Linked DNA regions of Mus musculus: all the other regions are linked to region 1. A link is a contact called in public promoter capture Hi-C data. All regions are on one chromosome and are shown on one strand. The core of a region is the stretch at or near the end of the contact, and the rest is flanking DNA. Distances in the headings are between cores, read along the strand shown. Region 1 holds the start of Saraf (store-operated calcium entry-associated regulatory factor). Region 2 holds the start of Prag1 (PEAK1 related kinase activating pseudokinase 1). Region 3 overlaps Mfhas1 (malignant fibrous histiocytoma amplified sequence 1). Region 4 has its middle 47 kb from the start of Gm34474.

Region 1 (6,000 bases), core at 1,120-3,619:
ATCAAAATGAAGACTTTGTGGCAAAAGGGTCTTTATCTGTAGCGCCACCTCACTGCTCCCCTTGCTTGCTTACTTTACCAGGGATCACTTTTAAAAGTATTTCTAGGATCTTCAACTCAAGATAGAAACAGCAGTACAGTTTTCTGAGCTGATAGCACTCCTGCGAACATGGTGAAAATACCTAAGACCCGCCGTTTAGAGCTCACCTCGTCCAGCAAGAAAAAAAACGCAACACGGTCGGATTCTTCTCAACAGCCTTTTTTATTTCAGGAACACCTTGATGCTACAGGAACCTCCGGAAACCCAGGGAGGACAGCTTATATACACCCCAGCACTGGGGAGAGCTATGTGTCCTCCTGGGATTGGCCAGTCTGCTGGCACTTTGATTTGTATGCACCCGCTCGGGAGGGGTTGGCGGCAGATATGAGCTAGCAGCGACGGTGTACCGGAGGCCGGCGCATGGCGCCCGGCTGTCTACACCGCCGGACATTCTGCAAGAAATGTGGGAAGCACCAAGCCCAGAAGGCGACACAGTACGAGAAGAGCGAGGATTCTTTGTATGTCCAGGGAAAGACAGGAAACAGAGTGGCTATAGTGGGCAGATTAAGCCTATTTTTCCCAAAAAGGCAACGACAAAGAAGATTGTGCTGAGCCTGGAGTGCATCGAGTCCAACTGCAGATCTAAGAGGATGCTGGCTATTAAGTGAGCATTTTGAACTGGGAGGAGATAAGAAGAGAAAGGACCAAGTGATCAAGTTCTAAGACAATTTTGTTATGAAGACAATAAAATCTTGACCTTTCACCCCCTAGAAAAAAGAAAAGAAAAACAGCAGTATAATCTCATAGGTTGTCCCTTCGCTCCTCTTTGTCTTGTCTAAATTTTATGTCTATCTGCCTCTTTCTATGGCATCAAAACCAGCTGGATTTTACATTAGCTTTGAACTTTGAGTGTGGCTATCTCTTGTCTACTTGGCCTGCCTGCTTGTACACTTAGCACTCGCCTCCAACTCAGTCAGTGAAGGACAGAACCATGTATTATCTGTTTGGAATTTTAAGATTGCTGGGTTCCATCCAGAGCTCCCGTGTTCCATCTCCTGTTCTTAGTTTCCTAGAAACTTAGTTTCACTGGTCTTGTTTGCCTATCTCATGCCTCCAACTTTAAAGTTCTCCATTGTATCTACACTGTCTAGTACAGTACCTGCCAGGTAGGTTCTGACAAGTGTGTTAGAATCTCAACCTAAAAAGGCTGTGTGGATGACTGACTGCTTCTGAAAACATAGCCAGAGCAGGGTATTGGGGTACTGGGTGGGGGAGAGGGGGGGATGGAATGAGGTGAGGGGTGAGTGGAGGTGGGGTGAGATGTTAACCACTAAGCCACTGGCCATGAGGTTAGATTTCTACTTTTTTTTTTTAAGATTAATTTATTTTATTCATACGAGTACACTACAGCTGTCTTCAGACACACCAGAAGAGGGCATCAGATCCCATTACAGATGGTTGTGAGTCACCATGTGGTTGCTGGGAATTGAACTCAGGACCTCTGCAAGAGCAGTCAGTGCCCTTAACTGCTGAGCCAACTCTCCAGCCAAGACCTCTACCTTTTTTTTTTTTTTTAATGAGTTCTTTTCTTATTATTCACATCTCAAGCTTCAAAGTAATTCCCCTAGGCGGGCCCTTCCAGAATTTGCCTCTCAGTGTGTATTATCTTGTTTTATTTTTGATAACAAACTTACTAATTATTATTCTTATTTTTTTTGTCCTGTGCTATATCATCTTAAGCTTACCGAATACGAGGACCTTGTTATTTTCCATGGCTAAAACAGTGGCTGTCTTATTTTGTATTTTATGTTATATTAGGTATTCAACATGTACTTGTTGAATGACCGCATCCAAGAAACTCAGACTCGCACCAGACTTCAAAGCACAGAGAAACGTTTTTGTCTGGGTGGTTGAACTGTGCGAAGGGTCCATGCTCAGAAATCACAAAGTCATTCCCTTGGTGCCTTTCTGCCTGATTCCCTTTTAGTACATGGTAACTGAACATCAATCTTAAGCAGGTCCCCAACCTGCAAAATAACGCCCTACAGAAAGATTACTGGAATTTTGAATTTAAGTATTATTAGATTATTTCCTCGATTTCCCTTTCAGAAAGTTTCTAACTTCTAAAACTTTGGCAGCTTTGCACTGAACGAACCTTCCGGAACATTTGAGCACTCGCTAGGGTACCACGGTACTGACAAGTCAGAAGGTGTCTGCCCCGAGACTCCGCCCACGCGACAGCGCCCTGTCTGGTCCCGCCCACAAGGCGGTGCCACGCTAGGGGCGGGGCCGAACGCGACCAGTCACGGACGCCTACGTGCCGCAGCGGCAGTGACGTCAGATTGGCGCAGGACAAAGTAACGTCGCGTCTTGCTGCTGTCAGGTGGTCCCTTTTATGGTGGGTTCCTGTGGTCGCTGCGCAGCGGCTGGCCGACTTCCGCAGCGGGTCTCGGGCCACCGAGCGCCGTCTTCACCCAGCGCCATGGCTGTGGCCGCTGTCGGCCGCCCGAGAGCCCTGCGCTGCCCGCTGTTGCTCCTGCTGTCACTCCTGCTGGTAGCCGGCCCTGCGCTGGGCTGGAACGACCCTGGTGAGTGCCGCCCTGCGGGTGCCCGGCCTCTTCATCACTACCCCCTTTGGACCACTTTCCTCCTGTCTGTCTTCTCCTGGCTTCTTTGCTTTGCCTCTAGGAGTGGGCGGGGCGCACGAATCCGTTCTGAAAAGTTCTCCAGGTCCTCGGACTCCCAGATGGTCCGCTTTTCTTGTTCTGTAGGCCGCATCCTTGAGTCCTGATGACAAGTTTGACTCTCTACCTGCGCATCTTGTCTTGTTATCATGGCTGTTCGATGTCATCATCGCCCACTGTTGTCATGGCTGCCTGTTGCTATGGCTCGTCGTTACCATGCACCCAGTGGTCTGAGTCCCGAGTAGGGGCCAGGACAGCAAACCTGGATTCCTGCTGTTTATTCTAATTAGTGCCGCAAACTGCGTTGTTTATACTAGCTTTCTTCATACTTTTCACCATGCATGCATGGTGAAATCTAAAATACAATTTCTTAACTTTTATGTAAAAATACATGCAAATTGGTTTGATGGGGAGCGCTCTCGCTCGCGGACCCCCTCCCTCTGTTATTAAAATGTAGAAATAAACTCTTAAATTTAAATGACATTTAAATGACAATTAAAATGACATTTTTTTTTTTTTTTGGCTTGGAGTGGAAAGCTGTCAGGCATGGAAAATACAGCAATGGCAGTGTATGCCTGGATTTTGAATTTAATCAACAGGTTTATTTTTGAAAGATAATTTTGTTCGTGGTTTTGAATTTAAACAACAGGTTTATTTTTGAAAGATAATTTTGTTCGTGCGTGCTGAAGTGGGTCAGTGCAGTTGCTCTGCACGGCCGACTGACTGAGCTTTAACTTGATAAGTATGCCTTGCCATGCTGTTTGGAATAAATTGCCTGTACACTTTGCCCAAGTAATCCTAGAAGGTTGTGTGAAAAACCAAGAGACTTGATTACAATTCATTGAAAATCTGGGGAACTTTGGAGATGTAGGCTCAGGGGAATTATAAGGAGAAACACAACCACATTTAAATTAATGGTGAACCACTTCCTGGTGGTTCTTACTCTACTTTTGCTGTAAAATTATTGTTCTGGAACGAAAAGCACCAAAATATTTTGCATCGTTAACTCAATTGGTTTCTACCTCATTTTAAGACGTTTAGGAACTGTTGTATGAAGGTACCTGATTGGAGTATCGATTATTAAGGTGTAGTCAAGCAACTCCTTAATTTATTTTTTGTTTCCTTTCTGTAAACACTTATTAATACATCTGGGAGAGAAAAAAAGCACCATTCAAAGATTACTTAAACATTTTCATTTTTTTTCTTGAATATTCCTTTAAGCCAGGGGTTCTTAACCTGTGGGTCGAAATCCCTTGGGGAAGGGCAAATGACCCTTTCACAAGGGGTCACCTTTGGAAAACAGATACTTAGATTACTACTCATAACAGTAGCAAAATTACAGTTATGAAGTAGCAGTGAAGAGAATTTTATGTTTGGAGCCACCATAGCATGAGGAACTAACTGCATTAAAGGTTTGAAGCCTGATGAAGGCTGCCTGCCCAAGCTCTCTGTGTTTGGATGCTGAGAGTGTCATGTAGTGAAATCAGTTACGGACACTGGTTTGAAGGCAGAAGGGAACTTTAAAAATTTCCACCATTAAAGTGATGTTTTTCAGAAACCTAAAGGGTGGGAGGTGTAAATGATACGATTTAAAAATATGAGAGTTCATGTGGGCTGTCATTTGGAAAGCAGGCTGAAATGTAGGTGGGAGGGAAACAGGCCAGTGAAAGGTGATTTTTATAGTAGGTTCTCAGAGCAGTGACCTCCTTAGGTGGGGAGGAGCCAATAGAGTTGGATTATCTCACAGGTTTTGAAGTTGGGTATTGTGATTGGGTGTGAAGGGGCAGATAAGGGCTGGGGGTGGCAGTGAGGGGCATACCTTCAATCCCAGCCCTGGGATGCAGAGGTCATGGGATCTCTGAAGTGAAGGCCAGCTGGATCTAGACAGCAAGTCCCAAGACAGCCAGGGCTGCACAGGCAAACCCCATGCTTTTCCTTTTTTTTTTTTTAGGGGCAGATAAGGATGGGCAGACCTTCTGGCTTGGCTAGAGTGACTAAAGTGTTAATCAGTTTCCTGAAATGCTGCCAAGTGTAGGGAGAATTGGGTTAGGGGCCTTTCGTTATCTTAAACCTGACACCTGAGGAAAGATTTTTGAATTAGGAGTCTGGAGTTCAGAGGATTCTTTGTGTGCTTTGTCTGGTGTAACAAGTTGGGGCCGGTAATTTGTTCTTAACCTTGAAAGCTCTCTAGAGAATGGTGCTTTGGGGTTATGATAATTATACTCCTGTGTATATAGTTCTTAATATTTTCTAGCAGTCAGTTTTAATGAATTGTATTTAAGGTTAACAATAAATTCAAAGGCCACAATCTTAACTTTATAGGTGATGAAACTTATGAACAGACAAATTTATTGCCTTGGCCAAAGTCATGTTAAGTTGGTGAGGCCAATTTAGTTCAGTGGTTTTTGCATTATTAAATTGTCCTTTGATAAATTCAATTATTACTCTTAGAGTATTAAGTGTTTCTTCTAAAGTCATAGATCATTTTCATTGTTTTAGTTTTTTTATGTATGAGGTAGTAATTGGATTTAGTATAACAAACTTTAATATAGTTCTTAGAAATTTTAGATTTTAAAAAAGGGTTTATTGTAATTGTTTTACTTATATCCACAGAGGTCAGAGGTGTGAGATACTTCAGAGCTGGGTTTACAGGCATGTGGAAGCCACTTAATATGGGCGCTGGGACTTGAATTCAGGTCCTCAGGAAGAGCAGTATATGCTCTTACCTGCTCAGCCATCAGCCATCTCTCCTACCCTACCCGACAGACCTTTTTTTTTTTTTGGAGGCACTGTTTCATATGTCACTAGCCCTGACAAGGTGATTCTGCCTGGGCTCCCAATGTGTTTACATTCTCGATCTTTGTCTCACAGGGAATTGGTTCGTACAGGCGGCAGGTGGATTTCCTTCTGTTGCACTGTCAGTTACCTTATCTCCACTCATTAGAGACATACTTTCTTTCCTTCTTGCTGTCGCTAGGTTAGGTATTGTGTCTGTCTGCAGTCCTTGTTAACACTCGGTAGTGAAGATGCAGTTTTTGGTAAAGTTGAAGTCAAGCATTCATTAGTAAAGAGTCTTCAGTGTGAACTCCAGAAGTTTCCTTACGCGTCTGATCAGGGCTACTGCTGATTGCACTCAGAATTGAACTCAATGGTTTATATCTTATTTATTTATTTTCTTAATTTTAGTTGAGATAGGGTCTCTATGGGTTGTTTTATTTTGCTTTCCTTTTCATTTTTTGAGACATAGGCTTATGTAGCCTAGGCTGACCTTAAACTT
Region 2 (6,000 bases), core at 944-3,443, 1.9 Mb after region 1:
CATGCACGAGCTTACCAGTTTCACAGGGAATTATAACACACCGAACAGCTGCAGGACAGGCACTGTGCAAGTGGGTGGTATTTTGTATACATCTTTGCCACTTTTGAAGATTTGTTTTTCATTAGGCAGGCTGAAGCCTTTTTTGCTGCCACATAGCTGGCATAAAAGGGGAAAGAAAAAGCCATGTTATGGATCAGCAGTGGCAGTATTGTGTATTTATCTCCTGTAAGCCCAGCAAACCATTTGGGAACCATTTATTGAGCAGAAATTCCAAATTAACCCTTCACTTGCTGTGCCATGCTATAGAACCACAGCGGTCTCTCTGTGTTGCAAACTTTGCTTCTTTATTGTGTTCTTTGGGTTCTTTGTGCATTAAGGATAAATTGGGTAAAGAGAGTAAAAAGTGTGGAAGTGTCTCTTATGTGCTTGGCATGGCCTTTATTTATCCTGGGAAGTGTCTATGCCCCCTGGAGAGGACTGAAAGATGTGGGGAGCTGAATGCTGAGAGCCATGAATGATCCAAAATCCCCATGAGAGGGCCCAGTGTCACTGAACTGAAAGCCCCTCTTGGGTCCGGATTGTGTTTGTCCAGTGCAAACCATTTTGTACCTGTCTGCTTGTTGGCACTTTCCCCTCTGGTGTCTTCATAAGTAGACTGGACCCCTCAGGAGAATGTAATGCTGCTGGCGCCGTTCCACCAGAGTTTTCCTTATGTACTTGTTGAAATGATTGACTGGTAGGGCAATGTGGTGGACTCTCGGTGGAATCAGGCAGCTCTTGGTTCCCATCTCAACACTACCACTTTTCACCTGAGGAGCCCTGGCAAAGGATAGGACCCTTCTGGACCTGTGTTATGCTGTGTCAAATGTGCTAACCCTGCCCTGTGACGTTGCCTGGCACGTAGTAGGTTCTTCATGAATGTTAGTACGACTCCTATTCACCTTCCTATCAGTCTTTCCGTACTTAAATGGGTAATGAGGGACATTGAATGATAAGTAAATTCTCCTTATGGTCCCTTTGCACTCCTTACATAGAAGCCACACATATCCAAAACATGTCTTCTTCCTCTTTCATATTCTATATAGCGCTGCCAGTGTTAACACCACATAAAGGCGAAGAGGGGGAGGGTCTGAGTGGTGCCTTCCTTCTCTCCGTGGAATCATCCTGATTAAGGATGTAACACCGCGCTGCCTCTGTAAAGCAAAGGGAAGCAACCAGATGTGTTGAGGGGGGGGTGCGGGGGAGGATTCCGTTTTCACTCAGGCTTGGCCCTGAGCAGTAACTTCAGTGCCTGGCTTCTTAGGGAACACCCAGGGCAAGGTGCAAGTCTGTCCTACTCAGGCAGCTGGAGGAAGGGAGGCGACTGGCTGGCCCTCTCCTGAGAGTTAAAAAAGATTTTTCGCCCGAGGAACAATATCTTGAACTCCTTGTATCTCAGCCAGTGACTCACGCACTGGAAGCGGTGTAAACACAGGTGGAGGACCTGGGTGCCCCAGCATGATTGAAGGCCGGTCCTCCAGGCCAACATTTGCATTCCACTGTTAAAACACTAAAGTTCAAAGAGATGTGCTGAGCCATTTGCTAGAGGCCTGGACATGAGGAGCTGAGCAGGACCTGAAATCTCTCAGCCAGCCCTGCTCCAGCCGGCTTGTGGTTCTCCTAGGATAACAGTACGTGGCAGTGAAGGCGCTCACGCCTCTTTCAGAGCCCACCGCCCTAGATCTTATTATTGTACTCCGGATCCCCTCTCTTCCATGTTTCGTTCTTTTGCTCCCTCCCTACCAGGGTCTCCTAGGGTCGGCTGGGTGGAGGGATGAGAATGCATTTACTCCGACAGACACACCTATCTGTGCATTGTGGTTAAGGAAAGCTGGGAGCACCAGAGATCTTCCAAGCAGAACTGCGCTGAGCTGGGATTGAGCTGGGGACGCTCTGGGGGGCTCAGCTCCAGGTCTAGGGGCGCCAAGGCTCGGGCTGGGGGCGGAGCCTCGCTGTGGCGAGCGAGGGGGCGGGGCGCGGTGCGGAGTTCCTAGGGACCTGGGCAGGGGCGATCGCCCGCCCTCCTGGACTGGGGACGAGCAGAGTGGCGGGACGCGCAGGCCCGGTGGAGACGCGGGGCAGCGGCAAGGACTGCGGGGGTGCGGCGGGAGCGGAGCGGGCGGCGTCACCCGAGGCGGAGGGGGCGGAGCCGCGATCGCAGCTGCCACCCGGCCGCCGGGCCCAGGCAGAAGTCAGCCGCCCGCGGCTGGGCAAGCACTCCGCGCAGACACGCTAAAGACAATGCTCCGAGGCGTCCGGCGGGGCAACGGACTGCTGGGTCACCGACGGCGAGGCTGCGAGACCGCAGACCCCAGGTGAGCCCACCACTCTCTCTCCAGATCCCGCCGCTTTTTGTCTGACGAACGTGGCGGCCCAGGGGCTTTCGCAGAGTCGCTGCGGTGGCCCGGCGGGCCAGCCCCTGCTGGCGTCCCCAGGGGTGACAGGCTACCGATCCGGAGCGCGTGGAGAGTCCGGACCTCGTGCTCAGGGTTGTGCCCTCGGTGCAGGTTCCGAGACGGGAAAGCTGGGGAGTCGGAGGGGTATTTTCAATTCTTTTGAGAAACGCTCGCTTTGAAACTGGGAAACTTTTCCTTGGAGTTCCGGGAAGGGTGATCGACTGCTGTAATGGTTTTACTGGTCTTGCTGGTCTGGCTGCTCTGTTTTGTGTGTTGGGAACTGCTCCTTTTGCAGTGAGTATTGTCAAAGGAGCAGAGGGGCAGAGGCCGTTCGGGCTGCTCCGGCCAGACCCGGAGGTGACGAATTGGGGGTCCAGGGAAGCCACCTTTAGGCTGCAGCTGATCTCTGAAGGAAGGTGCTATCTGTTTGATGAACCTTGGTGATCATTCCATACCTGGAGCTAGCTCCCAACCTTTGCTTGTGATGTCCCCTCTGCAGCCGGGCGCACACACCCACATGCACCCACATGCACACGCAAGCACGCTTACCCTTGGAAAATAGAATCTCTGCTTGTGTGTGAGTCCTGGGAATGCGAATGGAGGCGGCTGAGCAATTCTCAGCCCACAGCGCTCGCTCACTGTGTCTGTTCTCCCAGGTAAAGCTCAACCATGGTTTTGCAGAGCCTATTGTAGAGCCCAAAGGTCTAAGGCTGAGGAGTTTTGCAACGGATTCAGTTCAGACTCAGGTTGGAAAGGCTTAACTGATCACAGTTCTCAACTCTACCTTACAGCCCCTTCTGAGGAGATTTGACAGGAGGCCCCAGAGAAAGCAAGTTGGCTTTCCTAGGGTCCCTCAGAACTTTGCTCCCCTTATTGGATCAGACTGCAGGCTTCAAGTCCACACTCCTCCTACTATGATTGCTCAGAAAGTAGAAAATAAAAAGATATGTAGATACCATTATATACCCTCAGTGCTGGGGCTGGGGTGAGGTGGGGTGTTAGGGTAGTCATGTCCTGCTTTCTCCCTAGACCACGCTGGCTAATGGAATATAATGCATTAATCTATATACTTTCCATACATACTATACCTTTGGGGGGTTGCATTATTATTTTTTTTTTGTAAAATACAAGAAGCAATATTATTTAGATGGAAAATTGTGGAATTCTATCAAGTAAGGCATGAGCAAATTTGGGTGCAAATAAGAGGGGTTTTGACCTGAATACTTAGGATCTGGCCACCCTGATTCTTCGGATTCTTTTTGAGATGGGGGTGGGAGTGTATCTGACAGCTCAGCCTTGTAAATCGTAGCGCCCCGAAGTTTGCAGAGGCAAAGCTCTGTTATTGTGACTTGGATCACAAAGAAGGCTGCGGATCTTTTCCTGATCTTACACTTGCAGCCTCTCACTGAGAAATGGGATCATTTGCATAATTCTGCACCTACCCTCTGAGGTAGGCATGTGAGAAGGTGCCATTCCCAGGCTGTGCAGAGCTGGCACTACCCAGGGCTCTCTCTACTCCTGCTCTGAGAGTCATTTGCATAGTTCATCATCTTTTCCCTGAAAGCAAACAGGAGACAGTTCCAGGCCTAGAAGGGCTGCTCTAGCTCCAAAGACAAGCTGGGAATGTCTGTTTGCAGAGCCTAAGGAGCCAGTTTTAACAGGACACAATGAGTCAGTGACAGTGGGCAGCCCGGGGTTTCCTTTGTTACTCATATTCAGCGACTTCTCTTAAAGATACTCTGTGTTTCTGGGCAGTTGTGTGACCCATGTGGTGGTCAGCCTGCAGGAAAATGTCAGAGTTGTGGAAGAGAGCAAAGGAGTGCCCGTGAGTGAGTGAGTGCTCTCAAGGTAGCTTCTGGCAGTACAGTACAATAATCAAGAGCCTACTGAACTCCCCAGGCTGTCAGAAGCTGATGGCAAAAAAAAAAAAAAAAAAAAAAAAAAAAAGGAAAAAAAAAACCACACACAAAAACAAACAAAAAAAATGGAAAGGAGGGAGGAGCCTTACAAAGTGGGGTGTCTGGGTGTTCTGGATTGCCTGTTAAAGAGGAAATGAGATGAGGCCACCCCAAATTTGACCTGTGTGACTGTGTGCAGCAACCTCTGAGGAAGCCATTGGATGTCATCCCCACAGCTCCCCCAGCCTGCCCTGGAGCTAGCTTCCCAGGAGCCCCACACAGCTGTCTCCCCAAAGCCCACTGAGGGTCACTGGAGTCTTGCCTACAGTAGACATGGGCCCGCAACGTGGCTTTGCTGTGACCTGGAAGGTCTAGTCAGGCTTCCCATACAAATCTGGCCCTTAGAATGGCAAACTCAACTTCTCTGAAGACTAAAACAAAACATTTCCTCCACCCACCCACTCTCCCCCACCCCTCCGCCTCCCACCCTGCAACTGCACCCCTTATAAAACTTAGCAGCAAACATTTAGCTCTCTGAGGCTGGTGACTATAGGAGAGAGAAATAGCCTGGCGTGATTCCTCTGCTTGTTAAAAGCCTGTGACTTCTTTTGGAAGATCTGATAGAGAAGGAATGGGCTATTTGGGTGTATTGGGAGGAGAGGAATCTAGCCAGCATCGTTAAGGGAAAGAAAGACCCTATACTGACTGTAGAAACATTCAGATCTCAAGACTGTGTGTGTGTTCATTTAGCTTAACGTGGAAGCTGTTTTCTCATTAACTGGCTGGAGCAGGGGTACATTTGGCTTCTATACCCATTGGATAAGCACCTTGTCTGTAAGTGTGGGAGACGAGAGATGGAGTGCTTCCCACAAGAAGTCTGGAATGATCTTGGGAGCTTTGGAGCTCCCGGGTGATCCTATCTGGTTAGTCCTGTTGATTGCTTAGAGAGAATTAACCTCGGGCAAATTCTCACCCGATGGGGTGGCGTAGCCCCCCAAGGGCAGTGCTTGCTAAGTTCCAGGAGCATGCTTATCTCCAGATCTCCACAAGGTTTTCTTCCATAGCACTCTCCTACAGGATGCCGAAGCATCCTCAGTAAGGAAAAGAGAGCAGTGCAGAGTAAGCAGGGAACAGCTAGCTAGCTGGGATCCTGAACAAGGTGAAGAAGGTGTGGTGAGGTGGTCCAGTCAACTGGTTTATCTTTGGAGAACAGCAAGCTTGGTGTCGATAGCCAGGTCTTTCTCTTTGCTGTAACATCTGCACCTGTAGAATGGGATGCATGGCTACCTTACAGGTTGCTATTTGGAGTGTCTGGAGTGATGCCATAGCCCTTTGAGCTCTTGCTGAGGAGCAAATTTATTGGATGCACGGCTACCTTACGGGATGCTATTTGGAGTATCTAGGTAATGCCATAGCCCTTTGAGCTCTTGCTGAGGAGTAAATTTACTGAGGTCTATGGGAGCAAATGGGGCTTTTATATTTATTTTCAGAAGCAGTGAGCTGCTTTGACAAAGTGACTACCTGTCTCCAGGGTACGATAGGCAAAACTTCTCTCATATTCTGCCCAGTCTCTCCTAGGCCAGGACTGTGGAGTCAGGCATTTCTGTCTTCTGTTTCCAACTTGGCATGTGGCACCCTGCTTTGTTTACCTCAGCACAGAACTGAAT
Region 3 (6,000 bases), core at 2,245-4,744, 1.5 Mb after region 1:
TAGTGATCTGGAAAATTCTGCTGTTGGTTCTGCTCATTCAGTCTGATCAAGAATGTCAGTTAAATATACTTTAAAGAACTCCACATGGTTTTCTCATTGTAGGTGACAGCAGGCCAGTTACGTCTATCTCCACCTTTCAGGGAATGAGCATTTTTGTATTCAAATGTTGAGGGAAGCACATCTTAGTCCATTGTATCTGATCTCATAGTTTCCTTCTTGGTGTAATTAAAATGAGTGCTTCTGCTGCTGCTCCTCCTCCTCCTCCTCCTTCTTCATCTTCATCTTCTTCTTGTTTGTGTTTCGAGACAGGGTTTCTCTGTATAGCCCTGGCTGTCCTGGAATTCACTTTGTAGACCAGGCTGGCCTTGAACTCAGAAATCCACCTGCCTCTGCCTCCCAAGTGCTGGGATTAAAGGCATACGCCACCACTGCCCGGCTAGTGCTTCTCTTCTTGATTTCATTTTTCTTGCCCTTATTCATGTTTTCACTTCAAATTTGCTTTGTCGTGCAGATCATATTTAGGCTGCCTCTTAAAATGTACCAATAACCTGATGGGGCACAGTGGCACACACCTTTAAACTCAGCACTCAGGAGGCAGAGGCAGGTGGATCTCTCTGAGTTAGGGACCAGCCTGGTCTACAGAGTGAGTTCAGGATAGCCAGGGCTTTGTTATACATAAAAACTGTGTCTCAAAAACACCAGCCAACATTGGATTTAGCGCCAGGTCCCCAATGGAGGACTTAGAGAAAGGACTGAAGGAACTAAAGGGGTTTGCAACTCCATAGGATGAACAACAATATCAACCAAGCAGACCTCACAGACCTCCCAGGGACTAAACCACCAACCAAGGAGTACACATGGAGGGACTCATGGCTCCGGCTGCATATGTAGCAGAGGACGGCCTTCTCAGGCATCAATGGGAGGAGAGGCCCTTGGTCCTGTGAAAGCTTGATAGATTCCCCCAGTGTAGGGGAATTGAGAGTGGGGAGGCAGGAGCGGGTGGGTGGGTGGAGAAACACCCTCATAGAAGCAGGGGGAGTGGGGATGGGATGGGGGGGGGTTCTGGGAGCAGGGACAGGGGGGAAATTGGGAAAGGGGATAACATTTGAAATGTAAATAAAGAAAATATCCATTTAAAAACAAAACAGAAAACAGCCAACAAACCAAACCAACAACAACAATCAATAACCTAAATACCTAGCATTTAGCCCTTAAACTTGCTTCCCAGTCAAGAGCGAGCAGCCTTAGCGCCTGGAAGGAGTTGAGGCTGACTCAGCGACAAATACAGAGGGATGGTTCTATGCTTTAGGAGTGGAGAATCCAGGGTTTCTTGGAGGAAAGGCTGGTGATCCAGTATCAGACATAGAGTACGGCATCAACTTGAGGATATGCAAGGGAGAGTCAAAGCATAGGGAGGGTGGGCCGTGTGGGAAAAGACCAGGGAAGGAGGCACCCAAAGCACACGGCTGTGTTTGAACACACACCCCAGGTTGCGATGTAAAGGGTGGCCCGAAGCCAGCCCTGCCTCCTCAGAGGTACACATACGAATGCTGACTAGTTCCAGATCTCAGATAAGATGTGAATACAAAGCTAATTCTAAACAACGGTAGGCGCTGTGCCCAGGCATATTTTCTTTGTGTGTTTGTAAGGAAACCTGCTTAAGTGTGAAGAGAATCACATTTTAAGGGAGGCTGTGCTATACTGAACACATGACATGCTCAAAGCTGTGTGCTATCATCAACTATGAGCTTTCAGCTTTTGGTTTCTTTAATTTCAAACTTGCAGTCCTCTTGCCTCAGCTGGATAACTGGAACTTTCCCTCTGGTTTTAAGAGAAATAGTAATAATGAAAGAGTGACTATTTATTTGACTTAGAGTTGGACAGATTTTAGGGCTGGTAGGGAAAATTCTGGGGGTTCCCCTGGCTGATCTCTCCCACCTCTTTGGATGCCAAGGTTGAGACTGAGAGTCCCTGTCAATGTCCCAGGAAAGGTTGTGAAAGGACAGCTGTGGTGGTGGAGGCTCCGTGTCCCTGTCGTTCAGCACGAGTGTCACCCATGCTGTTAGAGCCCCAGAGAGAGCAGAGGTTTACTTCTATGAAAAAGACTCTCCCATTGCTTAGGAAATAGCTTTCTACTCTTTGGCTTTTGTCTCCTCGGATCTGCAGTTCCGCTTTGGAGATTGTGGAAACGGATAGTTCTTGAGTTCTGCCCTTCCATTCTGATTTATCCTCACTGATCTTAGTGTGACCGTTAAATTTAGTAGATATTCCTGTATCTCATTTAAGATGGGGAACGTAGGCATGATAGAGCTGATGTTGTGGGGGGGGGGGGCAGCACAAAGGAGAGGTGGGTGAGTGAGCCTTGGCCTTGCCCCTCCCCTGCCTCTGTCTTGTTCTCACTTTCCACCCTTGGGGCACCCACACTGTGTGTAGTTCTCTCTTTGGAACAGAGCCTCTCTCTCTCTTGCTTTCTTCTCTTATTCTTTGGTGCACATCAGACACCTGCTTTCTGGGGTTGGTTGGTTGTTGTTCCCCCCCCCCCCCCCCGCCGTTAGTCAAACCTGGTAATTTTTCAGTAAGAAGTACAAGGGAAGAAATGGAGAGATGATGCGCAAGGCATCTTCATGCCCCGGAGCACTGGGTGGGAAAGGCTGTCAGCCACTGTCCTGGGATTGTTTAGGGATGGGTTAAGGGGTTACCAAGCGTGGTGAGTGCCTCTCAAGCTTCACTGTGCCAGGAGGAAGAGGAGCTAAGGAGATAATTCAGTGCATAAGAGCGCTTGCTGCACACACGGGAGGACCTGAGTTCATGTCGTGTCAAAGACAATAATTAAAACCAGCCGGGTGTAGTTGCACAGGGTGTACCTGTGACCTCCAGCTTGTGGAGGGTGGAGCTTGATAGCTGCTAGCCTGGCTTCACAGTCCGTGAGAGACCTCATCACAGAGGAATGAGTCATGGAGAGATAGAGCAGGACACTAGGCATCCTCCTCTGACCTCTCCATGTACACACAGATGTCATGCATGCCTGTACCCTACTGTGTGTGTGTGTACTACCCATATATGCTACAAACACACACACACACACACATATACACATATATGCACAGACACACACAAGCACACATGCACACACACACACCCTGCATAAAATAACCCTCAAACTTTTACTGTGTTCACCTAGCTCCTTCAGATGGAGGTTCTGAAGGGTGTGTGTTGGTGTGTGTCAGTGTGTGTCGGTGTGTGTCGGTGTGTGCGTGCATGAGCGCACAGGGGTGGGATTCGGGGGAGGGGAAGCTCGGGACCACGGCTGCAGTTCCAGGACTGAGTTTCTGAGCAGCTTCAGGTGAAAGTATCTCAGCCTGCCATGCGAACATTTAGTAAGACTTACGTCTGCCTCCCAGTCACTTTGAAGCTATGATTCACTGCTCGCAGAGGAAGCGATAGCATCTAAAATTAGATTCTTCGATTGTAGCCACTCCAGAAGCAAGGGTGGGGTGCACTTCCCCTTTTGGGGCTCCCCTTGAAGACTGACACTGGGCAGTCCTGTAGCTCACGTCAGGTCACTGCAGGGGCAGAGCATCTTTGCACTCTGCCACACATTTTTTTGCTCTAGAGGCAAACCCTAGTTATTTTTAACCTCACATCTTGATGAGGCTGGGATGAGGTTAATTTTTAGTAGTGGTGCAGAACACACATCCGTCTTTTTTTTTTTAAAGAAATGCATAAAACCTCATATGGAGTTGTCAAAATAGGATGGCATATTTCATAAAAATATGAAGCAGGATAAGGAGTGGTTTATACCGGGTAAGTGTGGTGAGATTGTCTTTTGTTTTGTTCAGCACATAGGCAGTCCCGGGTGCAGTGGAATAAGTGAGGTTTCATTAGGGGCTGCGAAGTGAGACCTGCTTTCTCTGAGGTTTCTGCAACCCAGAGGAGTTCTCTAAGGCATTTAGGGTCTTGGCATTAGCATTTCTGAACAAACGTCTTCTGATCTATCTGAAAAGGTGCTGCCAGTTCACACGGGCTCCTAAAGTTCAGTGTGCTTGCTTCAGGGTTGTTTTGACCACAGAAGAAATATGATCACAGTTCATATTAAAGAAAGGTTACAAAAACAAACCCAACAACAACAACAACAACAACAACAACAAGCAAAGCCAACGAAACTGACACATGTGGTTTGGGCTGAGTTCTTTACTACATAAGAGAAAAAGCATCATTGTTCAGCGCCCACCCCTGAGCTGTTTTTCCCTCTTGTCTGTGTGGTGTGGGCTGGGGCTGGAGCCCAGATACACATGTTAAGCTTGCACTGTGTATCTGAGCTGCATTGCTAGCCTACTTCGGTGTTTCTAACGCATACACGTGAGGAGATGTTGCATATTTAGCTTGCTGGTCCTTATTAGGGAGGTTTGCTTTGTAATTGCCCAACATCCAATTGCTATCTAGTTATCCAGGGTTAAAGAAGACATTTAAAATGGCATGTACAACAGAGCTTCTTAATATCTGAGTTTGCATGTAAAATCACAGGTTCAGCTGTTTGTTTTTCAAATGAAGATGTGTATATCTATCTTGCCAGCCCAAGGTATCATAAATCTTAGTGTTGTAGTTTGTCAATATTATTCTCATTTCTTAATAGCATTTTCTCCGCAAGGGCTGGAGACATGATTCAGTGGTAGGCTGATGGTCTGGTGTGCTCAAGGCTCTAGGTTTGATTGCCAGGACTGAGAAGGCCAGCAACAAAACAGCTGCATTTGCCTGGATTTTAATGAATTAGTTAATGAATTAATGGGCAGGGCCTCATTCTGTAGCTTAGGCTTATCTAGAACATACTATGTAGCTCAGGCTGACTTCTTAGCTTACAGCCATCCTCCTGCATCAGCTTACCCAGGGTTGGGATTACAGGCATGAGCTACCCACTACACTATGCTGGCACTTGTCTTTATAAATAGCAACTTGTTTGTTTGCCTGTTTATTTGTTTGAGACAAGCTCTCACTGTGTCTTAAGTAGCAATGTTTAATTGGCTTAAAGTCTGCCCTAAGCTTCAAACATGCCCTGTATGTATCTTAAAACGCCCCATTCTTTAGCTCAGTTTGCATTTTTATTACACCAGGGAACAAGGAAGGCTTCTAACCTGTGGAAATGACTGGTAGTCAGGAAGGAAAGAGAGAAAATGGATAATGTATGGAATTTTGTGTTAGTTTTTGTTACAAGATGATTTTTACTTTTGATTTCAAAGCCAAGAAGAATAACTGAAATTGTCATTGATATATAATTGATACTATATGATAATATATTAATATAATGTAAGATAAAGATCAAAATAATCTCCAACTATATAGAGAGTTTGATGCTCAACTGGTTACATGAGATACCATCTTAGAGAGAGAGAACTGCACAATGATATAGCATTTAGTTAATATATGTTAATATATGTACAACAGCTCATATTTCAAATTCCAAGTAAATACTTCTATTGTGTATATGCCTAGCTTAGCTATTCTAAATAATTGCTGGAAGCCGTGGGGAGTTTCATCTCCACACATGGTTGGTTCGTGAGCTCTGCATCATCCAGTGGTTCTTCTACATGATATCATTGGGCCCCAAACATTCTGAGAGTGCTAAGGGGCCCTTTAAGTTCTTTACGCGAAGCCTTACTTGGTGTGTTCTCTCCTGAGGGAGTATGGGAGAGGAACTTTATTAATAGTTAAAAATGCTTAAAATTAAATTGCCAGTGTAAAGTGTTTTCATAAAATGGGTAGTATACCAGAAAATCAAATAACCCCATTAAAAAATGGGGCTCAGAGCTAAACAAAGAATTCTCACCTGAGGAATACCGAATGGCAGAGAAGCACCTGAAAAAATGTTCACCATCCTTAATCATCAGGGAAATACAAATCAAAACAACCCTGAGATTCCACCTCACACCAGTCAGAATGGCTAAGATCAAAAATGCAGGTGACAGCAGATGCTGGCGAGGATGTGGGGAAAGAGGAACACTCCTC
Region 4 (6,000 bases), core at 2,620-5,119, 1.0 Mb after region 1:
CAATCAAAATTTGGTTTTCCATGATACTTTTCTGTACTGTGGAGATGTTTAACTACATTTTTTTCATGGCACTTGTGTCAGTTTTTCTTTCCAAACCTAATTAAAGTGTTAATATTGTATTCTAGATGTGTGTGTGTGTGTTAGATTCATTAAATTCATTATTCATTAAATAATGTAAGTCTGCTGTTTTTGTGAGTTCAGTAAAGGAATAACATGGCATCACCATTGAGTATTGTTTTTTACTAGCTTTGTTAACAATTTTAAAAAATCCTTAATTTTCTTTAGAAATAATTTAAACATATTTCTTTTCTCTTCTCTTCTCTTCTCTTCTCTTCTCTTCTCTTCTCTTCTCTTCTCTTCTCGTCTCGTCTCGTCTCGTCTTTCTTTTTCATTTTGGTTGTGAGCCTAGCCTTTAATGGCTGAACCATTTCTCCAGTCCAATTTTTAATTTAAGGCTATACTTGTGAATTCATGTGACCCTGGCAGTGGAAGAATTTCTCAGTTTCATAGATCATTCTAAGACCATCACATTTACCTTATTTCAGTTTTAACTTTGTTTCCCTCTGTCTGTTATTTCTCATTTTCCTTCCTAACTTTATATATGTATATCTTATCGTCTGTTCAACATTTACGTATTAGTAGTTTAGGCGGTAGGGTGACTCATCGGGGGAGGGGTGTCACCAAGCCTGACAACTCTGATCCTTAAAACCCAGATTTTGTCAGGAGAGAACTAATTCTCTCAAGTTACCCCCTGATCTCCACATCAGCACAATCAGATGCACGCCCTTTCCCGAATTAAATACATTCCTCATTGAATATGTAATAAAAATAATATTGTATTTAATAGCACAGATCACAGATTTATTTGTGTGCTGAATATCTAGCTTCAAAGTTTATTTCAATTCTCATTTTTTTCCTTTTTTCTGTCCATAATTACTTTGGATATTTATATCAGTTCCTTGAGTTGAATAATTAATGTATTATTTTGATTGGTTTTGTTTATTCATGCTAAGTGCTTGGGCCTAACAACTTCCATCTATGCATTGATTTAATCACATCCTTGGGTTACGAAGGACAGCTTTCAAATTTATTCGTAATTATCATTTGTCTGGTTGTTTTCACAAAGGTGCTGTATTCTTCGCTTGAAGGACCAATGCACTTTAAGTTTTAATTTTTTTTTTCCTTTTACTGTGATAAGCAGAAGTTGGTAGGGGGAAATCTTGCTGAATTCTTAACTGTATCACCAACTTCATCCATCCCTGAAGCTACATTAATCTGGTTATATTTTTCATTATAGAATGAAATATCTGAGAAAGTCAATTTGAAGGAGAAAGTCTGTTTTGGATCATAGCTTCAGATCTTGGTTAACTGACTGTATTGCTTGGCACCTGTAGTAAGACAGTGTACAGCAACCAGGAAGCAGGGAGAAAAAGATTAAGAGAGATGGCGGAGAGACACAAGAGACACCCTAGGCCTGGGTTCAAAGTAATGAATCATACTTCTAGTGATATGTGTCCTGCAATGAGACCCTATCTTCTAAAGTGTCCATTATCTTCCAGTACAACCATCAGCAGAGAAGTAAGCTTTCAAATCTCTGGGAGACAGTCGAGATGTAGACCGTGAGATCAGAATTGATGGAGGTGCCGTGGAAATAAAGCAAACAGGGGCCTGACCTTTATAGAAGCACAATGAAGGACACAGTCTCTCTGCCTAAGAGGACACACTGTGGCCAGGGGCCTTGGCCTTCATAGTCAGGAGAGGGACCTTTGGGGAGGGGGTATCTGCAGATGTGTTCTTGGTAGTTTCTAGGCCCAGTAATCCCAGCAGATGTTCTCATTACTATGTTGTTGTTCTTGTCAGGCAGGTGTGCTGAGTTGGGAAGTGTCTCAGCTTGCTGGAGGGTCATTGTGTTAGGTCATTAACCTTAGACTATAGCATGACCATCAAAGATGACCAACCTTTGAATACCACTCTAGACACGGTCCTTTCCCTGTGTCTCTGAGAATGTCAATTCATCTGCTCAAATTTAGCACTCTGCCTTGGAGTTCATAGCGCCCTTTCACTCTCAGAGATGTTGACAGCATCCTTTAGACCCAGAAGGCTCAGGCTTCACCCAGACCTTTACTGAGCAGCAGACCGTGGAGCACCGGTTTGATTGCTGGTGCCTGGTGGCTGTTTTCTCTTTTAGATAGATCCAAGTATTCTTCAGAATAGTTTGGAATGTCATTTGTGTGTGTGTGTGTGTGTGTGTGTGTGTGTTTTAGAAAGGAACACAGAGAGATAACATTATGTGTATATGCATATGTGTGCATGCATGTACGTGTGTTCATGTATGTGTGTGGATGCGTGTGTGTACCCATTTATGTGGAGGCTAGAAGACAACCTTGGGTATTATGCCTCAGGTGCCATCCCCCCCTTTTTTGGAAAAGGGTCTCTCACTGGCCTGGCACACACCAAGCAGGCTGGTTAACCAGTGAGTCTGAGTGATCTCCTTGTTACCTCTAAGCTCTCAGGTTACAAGCACCGCATTCCATCATGCCTGGTTTTTTTCTTATGGGTTTATTTTTTGGGGGGGGGCGGGGAGTTGAACTCAGAGCTTCATGCTTGTATGGTAAGCACTTTATAGTTTAAACCCTTTCTCCAACCCTACTAGTAGCTAATGTTTTAGAGCAATTGAGGAGTGTTTTTGCATCCAGAGAATTACGTTAAACTGAAAGATAACTTTGAAGTGATCACCTGCATCAATACAAAAACATTTCCCTGAGCATCGACTTACCTGATCCTCTCTCCCTCAGACTTCTCAGGTCCCTTTCCTTTTTAAACCACCCATCAAACAAGTGGAGTTTACTGGCCAGATTTACCCTGTTGAAAACACAGCATGGCAAGGCTGGGCACAAAGAGTGGTAGGTCTATGAATGCTCAGACTCCAAGGCTTTTGTGGATTTGACTTTGGATTTAAAAATGTGTGTGGATTCTATTGGAATCTTTTGGAATCTACTGCCTTAGCAAACCATGAGCTTCCATCAATCCAAAAGCTGAGAATGTCATCAGATAGCATCTCCCATCTTGCGACCGACCGACCGCCTCTCTGAAGTTTGCACGGATGTATTTTAAGGTCACCATGGTCTGTGACTTCCTTTGTTCTGCTGTTGTAAAACTTTATGACGTTGTTTCCACATGGGAACAGGAAACTTAGGGTAACCTAGCTCCATGCTACCTGGGCCATGGTCACTCAAATTTGGCTGCAGAATAAACTACCTCCTATCTTTCTCTTTGAGGTGAGAGCTGAGATTTGTGTTGACAGCACAAACCCAAAACAAAATCAAAAGCAGAAAGATCACTGGAGGCTTTGCATAAAACCAGACAATTGTCAGATGAAGCAGCATCTCGGTCAGCTTTCTGCTTCGGGCTCACCGACTCGTGAGTGTTTGCGGCCCCTTTTACTCTGTGCTGGACGCTGTTGATTCTGGAGAGCAGCCTCACACATCAAGGCCAGCTCTGCTTTCAGAGAAGCCAAAGCCATGCAGGTGAGCTTATGACTCCTTCCAGCCACCTGTCTCCTGTGATGCTTCCAAACGCCTCCAGGCTGGAGATCCACTTCATTTCCTGTCTCGTGTTTTTTGAAATAATATATTGCCCATAATTAGCGCTGGAAGGCTCTCCTTCAGGAAGGTGGCAAGTTAAGAACACTGGCCCTGGTTCCATAAAGCTTCATATGATGTAGATCTCCAAATCTGATTGCTATTTCTAGCATTTTCTCAAAGGAGAATTAAAACAAAACAAACAAAAATCCCAAAACAGATGGCTCTTCTAGTCATTGTTCCAGATGAATGTTTGGGAACTGGAGGGAGGCAGTAGAGGGAGGATGGTGGGGAACCCGTGCTTTCCAAAGCACCCTGTGTCTGCGCCCATGTGAGGTCTCAAGGGCTGGTGGTACTGCTGTCCTCTGCTAAATTGCTGGGGCATCGAGAGCTGACTTTGAGAAAGTGCTTCCCACCTGGACCTAGCTCTCTTCGGAGGCAAGATTCATCTCCTTGGCCAGGAAGGTAGCCACAGCAGTAAAAGCAGTATTAAATTGCTCCCAGAAGCCTAGCTTCAGTATTCTGGAGAAAGGGCAGAGGCTCCATGTTATAAGTGACCTCTCTTTCTGGAATTGACTTTGAAACATGAAATCTGTTTTTTTTTTTTTTTTTTTTTTTGTCCTGGTGGTTTCTTTTCTCTGAAGCTTCATACTCTTTCTTTTCCTTCCTTCCTTCCTTCCTTCCTTCCTTCCTTCCTTCCTTCCTTCCTTCCCCCTCTCTTTCTTTCTTTCTTTCTTTCTTTCTTTCTTTCTTTCTTTCTTCCTTCCTTCCTTCCTTCCTTCCTTCCTTCCTTCCTTCCTTCCTTCCTTTCTTTCTTTCTTTCTTTCTTTCTTTCTTTCTTTCTTTCTTTCTTTCTTTCTTTCTTTCTTAGATATTTTCTTTATTTACATTTCAAATGTTATCCCCTTTCCTGATTTCCCCTCCAAAAACCCCCTATCCCCTCCTCCTTCCCCCTGCTCCCCAACCTACCCACTCCTGATTCCTGGCCCTGGCATTCCCCTACACTGGGGCATCAAGCCTTCACAGGACCAAGGGTCTCTCCTTCCATTGATGACCAACTAGGCCATCTTCTGCTACATATGCCATGGGTCCTTCCATGTATACTTTTTGGTTGGTGGCTTAGTACCAGGGAGCTCTGGGGTTAGTGGTTGGTTCACAGTGTTGTTCCTCCTATGGGGCTGCAAACCCCTCAGCTCCTTGGGTTCTTTCTATGAGTGTATCCTTATCTCATTTCCTAATAGGAAGACAAAATTCTGGGTTAGCGTCCACCCTAACATTTCACTTTAATTTCTGCTTTCAGGACTCAGACTTCAAAAGAAGCCCCATCCTGAAGGACTAGAATTTAGGATTTCAATACAAACTTGTGGAGAGGAAGCATGTAACTTAGTACATAATAAGTTCTATAACTATAATAACACAATATTAAAGTTATCAAGGATAATATAACAGAGATCAAACTAGAACTTCTAGAAGTGAAAAGACAGAGAAACTGGTTTGTTTGTTTTGTTTTGTTTTTTAATGACTCAGTTGATAGTGTAAGAATAGCATAGCTAAAGAAAGAATTAGGAAACTGGAAGACAGAAAGAGAAAAGCTTATTACAGAGCCTAGAAAGACGGTTTCAGAACAGATGAGAATTTATTTAGGGATGTGAGGGAATCTACAAAGGGGAACAGGGCTCTTTTTTTTTTTTATAAAGAAAGGGACAAATAAATAAATAAATAAATAAAAATTAAAACAAAGAAAAAGAAAACGAAAAAAGAAAGGGGCGTACATACTCTGAATCAGCCTCATGAAGCTTACAAAATGACAACACAGTTAGCTGACTCTTAACAGGAAGGTCAAACAGGCACATCAGATGAAAGTCCAAGGGTTTGTTTCAAACAGAGGAATGTAATTTATTTATCAATACTGAGATAACAAATGACATCCTGAGCTCAGAGAGTGGCCAATGTATGAGCAAATCTAACAAATAATGGCATACAGTACTGTGGTGGGAAAAGGATAATGATATCCAAAGTAACAGAAGCTAATGATACACAATGTAACAAAAGATAATGATGCACAAAGTAACAAGACACACAAAGTAACAAAGACAGTGATCTATAAAGTAACAAAAGATAATGATACACAAAGTATCAAAAGATAAGGATGCATGAAGTAACAAAGATGATACACAAAGTAACAAAAGACAATGAGACTCAAAACAACCGGAATGAATCAGGATGTACAGAAAGTTTAAAGGGCTCCAAGTTCCTTTAATGTGAAGAAGGAACGTGAACTTATTTAAAATATGATCAGTATGCCCAGTAACATTCTAGAATGAATTCTAGTAGAAGAAAATTAAATGTATAGTTTTCCAACTAACACAGAAAAAATAAAGGATCAGAGTAAGCAAAAACAAATGAATGTGGAGTATTT

Evidence for each region. Promoter capture Hi-C pulls out the DNA fragments that hold promoters and counts their contacts. Capture Hi-C pulls out chosen DNA fragments and counts their contacts.
Region 2: a promoter capture Hi-C map of adipose tissue shows a contact between it and region 1, with 5 times the contacts expected there. The contact joins the promoter of Prag1 here to the promoter of Saraf in region 1. A contact is called at or near these places in 1 of 484 Hi-C or Micro-C datasets (B cells), 6 of 115 datasets of contacts at active chromatin or transcription factors (astrocytes, double positive thymocytes, large pre-B cells and 3 more) and 2 of 9 other capture datasets (adipose tissue and liver).
Region 3: a promoter capture Hi-C map of hippocampal neurons shows a contact between it and region 1, with 5 times the contacts expected there. The contact joins the enhancer-like site here to the promoter of Saraf in region 1. A contact is called at or near these places in 6 of 39 promoter capture datasets (the 3T3-L1 cell line, the C10 cell line, hippocampal neurons and 2 more), 1 of 484 Hi-C or Micro-C datasets (CD8 T cells), 2 of 115 datasets of contacts at active chromatin or transcription factors (regulatory T cell precursor and thymic regulatory T cells) and 2 of 9 other capture datasets (adipose tissue and liver).
Region 4: a contact with region 1 is called in a promoter capture Hi-C map of hippocampal neurons, with 5 times the contacts expected there. The contact joins the enhancer-like site here to the promoter of Saraf in region 1. A contact is called at or near these places in 8 of 39 promoter capture datasets (the C10 cell line, embryonic stem cells, hematopoietic stem and progenitor cells and 3 more), 1 of 484 Hi-C or Micro-C datasets (bone marrow-derived macrophages), 6 of 115 datasets of contacts at active chromatin or transcription factors (astrocytes, double positive thymocytes, embryonic stem cells and 3 more) and 1 of 9 other capture datasets (adipose tissue).

What each region holds. Positions count from the first base shown.
Region 1 is chr8:34,152,210-34,158,209 of GRCm38.p6, forward strand. Saraf (store-operated calcium entry-associated regulatory factor) reads left to right here and starts at 2,370. Exons shown (of 6, transcript NM_026432.4): 1 at 2,370-2,627. The coding sequence starts at 2,522.
Region 2 is chr8:36,092,635-36,098,634 of GRCm38.p6, forward strand. It overlaps Prag1 (PEAK1 related kinase activating pseudokinase 1), which reads left to right and starts at 2,194. Exons shown (of 6, transcript NM_172911.3): 1 at 2,194-2,354.
Region 3 is chr8:35,630,632-35,636,631 of GRCm38.p6, forward strand. The region is part of intron 1 of Mfhas1 (malignant fibrous histiocytoma amplified sequence 1); the gene reads left to right. Among named protein-coding and RNA genes, the nearest start is that of Gm16793, 45 kb to the left of the region's middle. Within about 2 kb of position 3,495, at least 129 of the 459 cell types and tissues checked have an H3K27ac peak or open chromatin away from gene starts, as enhancers often do. A contact at or near this core is called in CD8 T cells, adipose tissue, hippocampal neurons and 2 more, where this site is marked.
Region 4 is chr8:35,168,207-35,174,206 of GRCm38.p6, forward strand. No RefSeq gene overlaps it. Among named protein-coding and RNA genes, the nearest start is that of Gm34474, 47 kb to the right of the region's middle. Within about 2 kb of position 3,870, at least 3 of the 459 cell types and tissues checked have an H3K27ac peak or open chromatin away from gene starts, as enhancers often do. A contact at or near this core is called in hippocampal neurons, where this site is marked.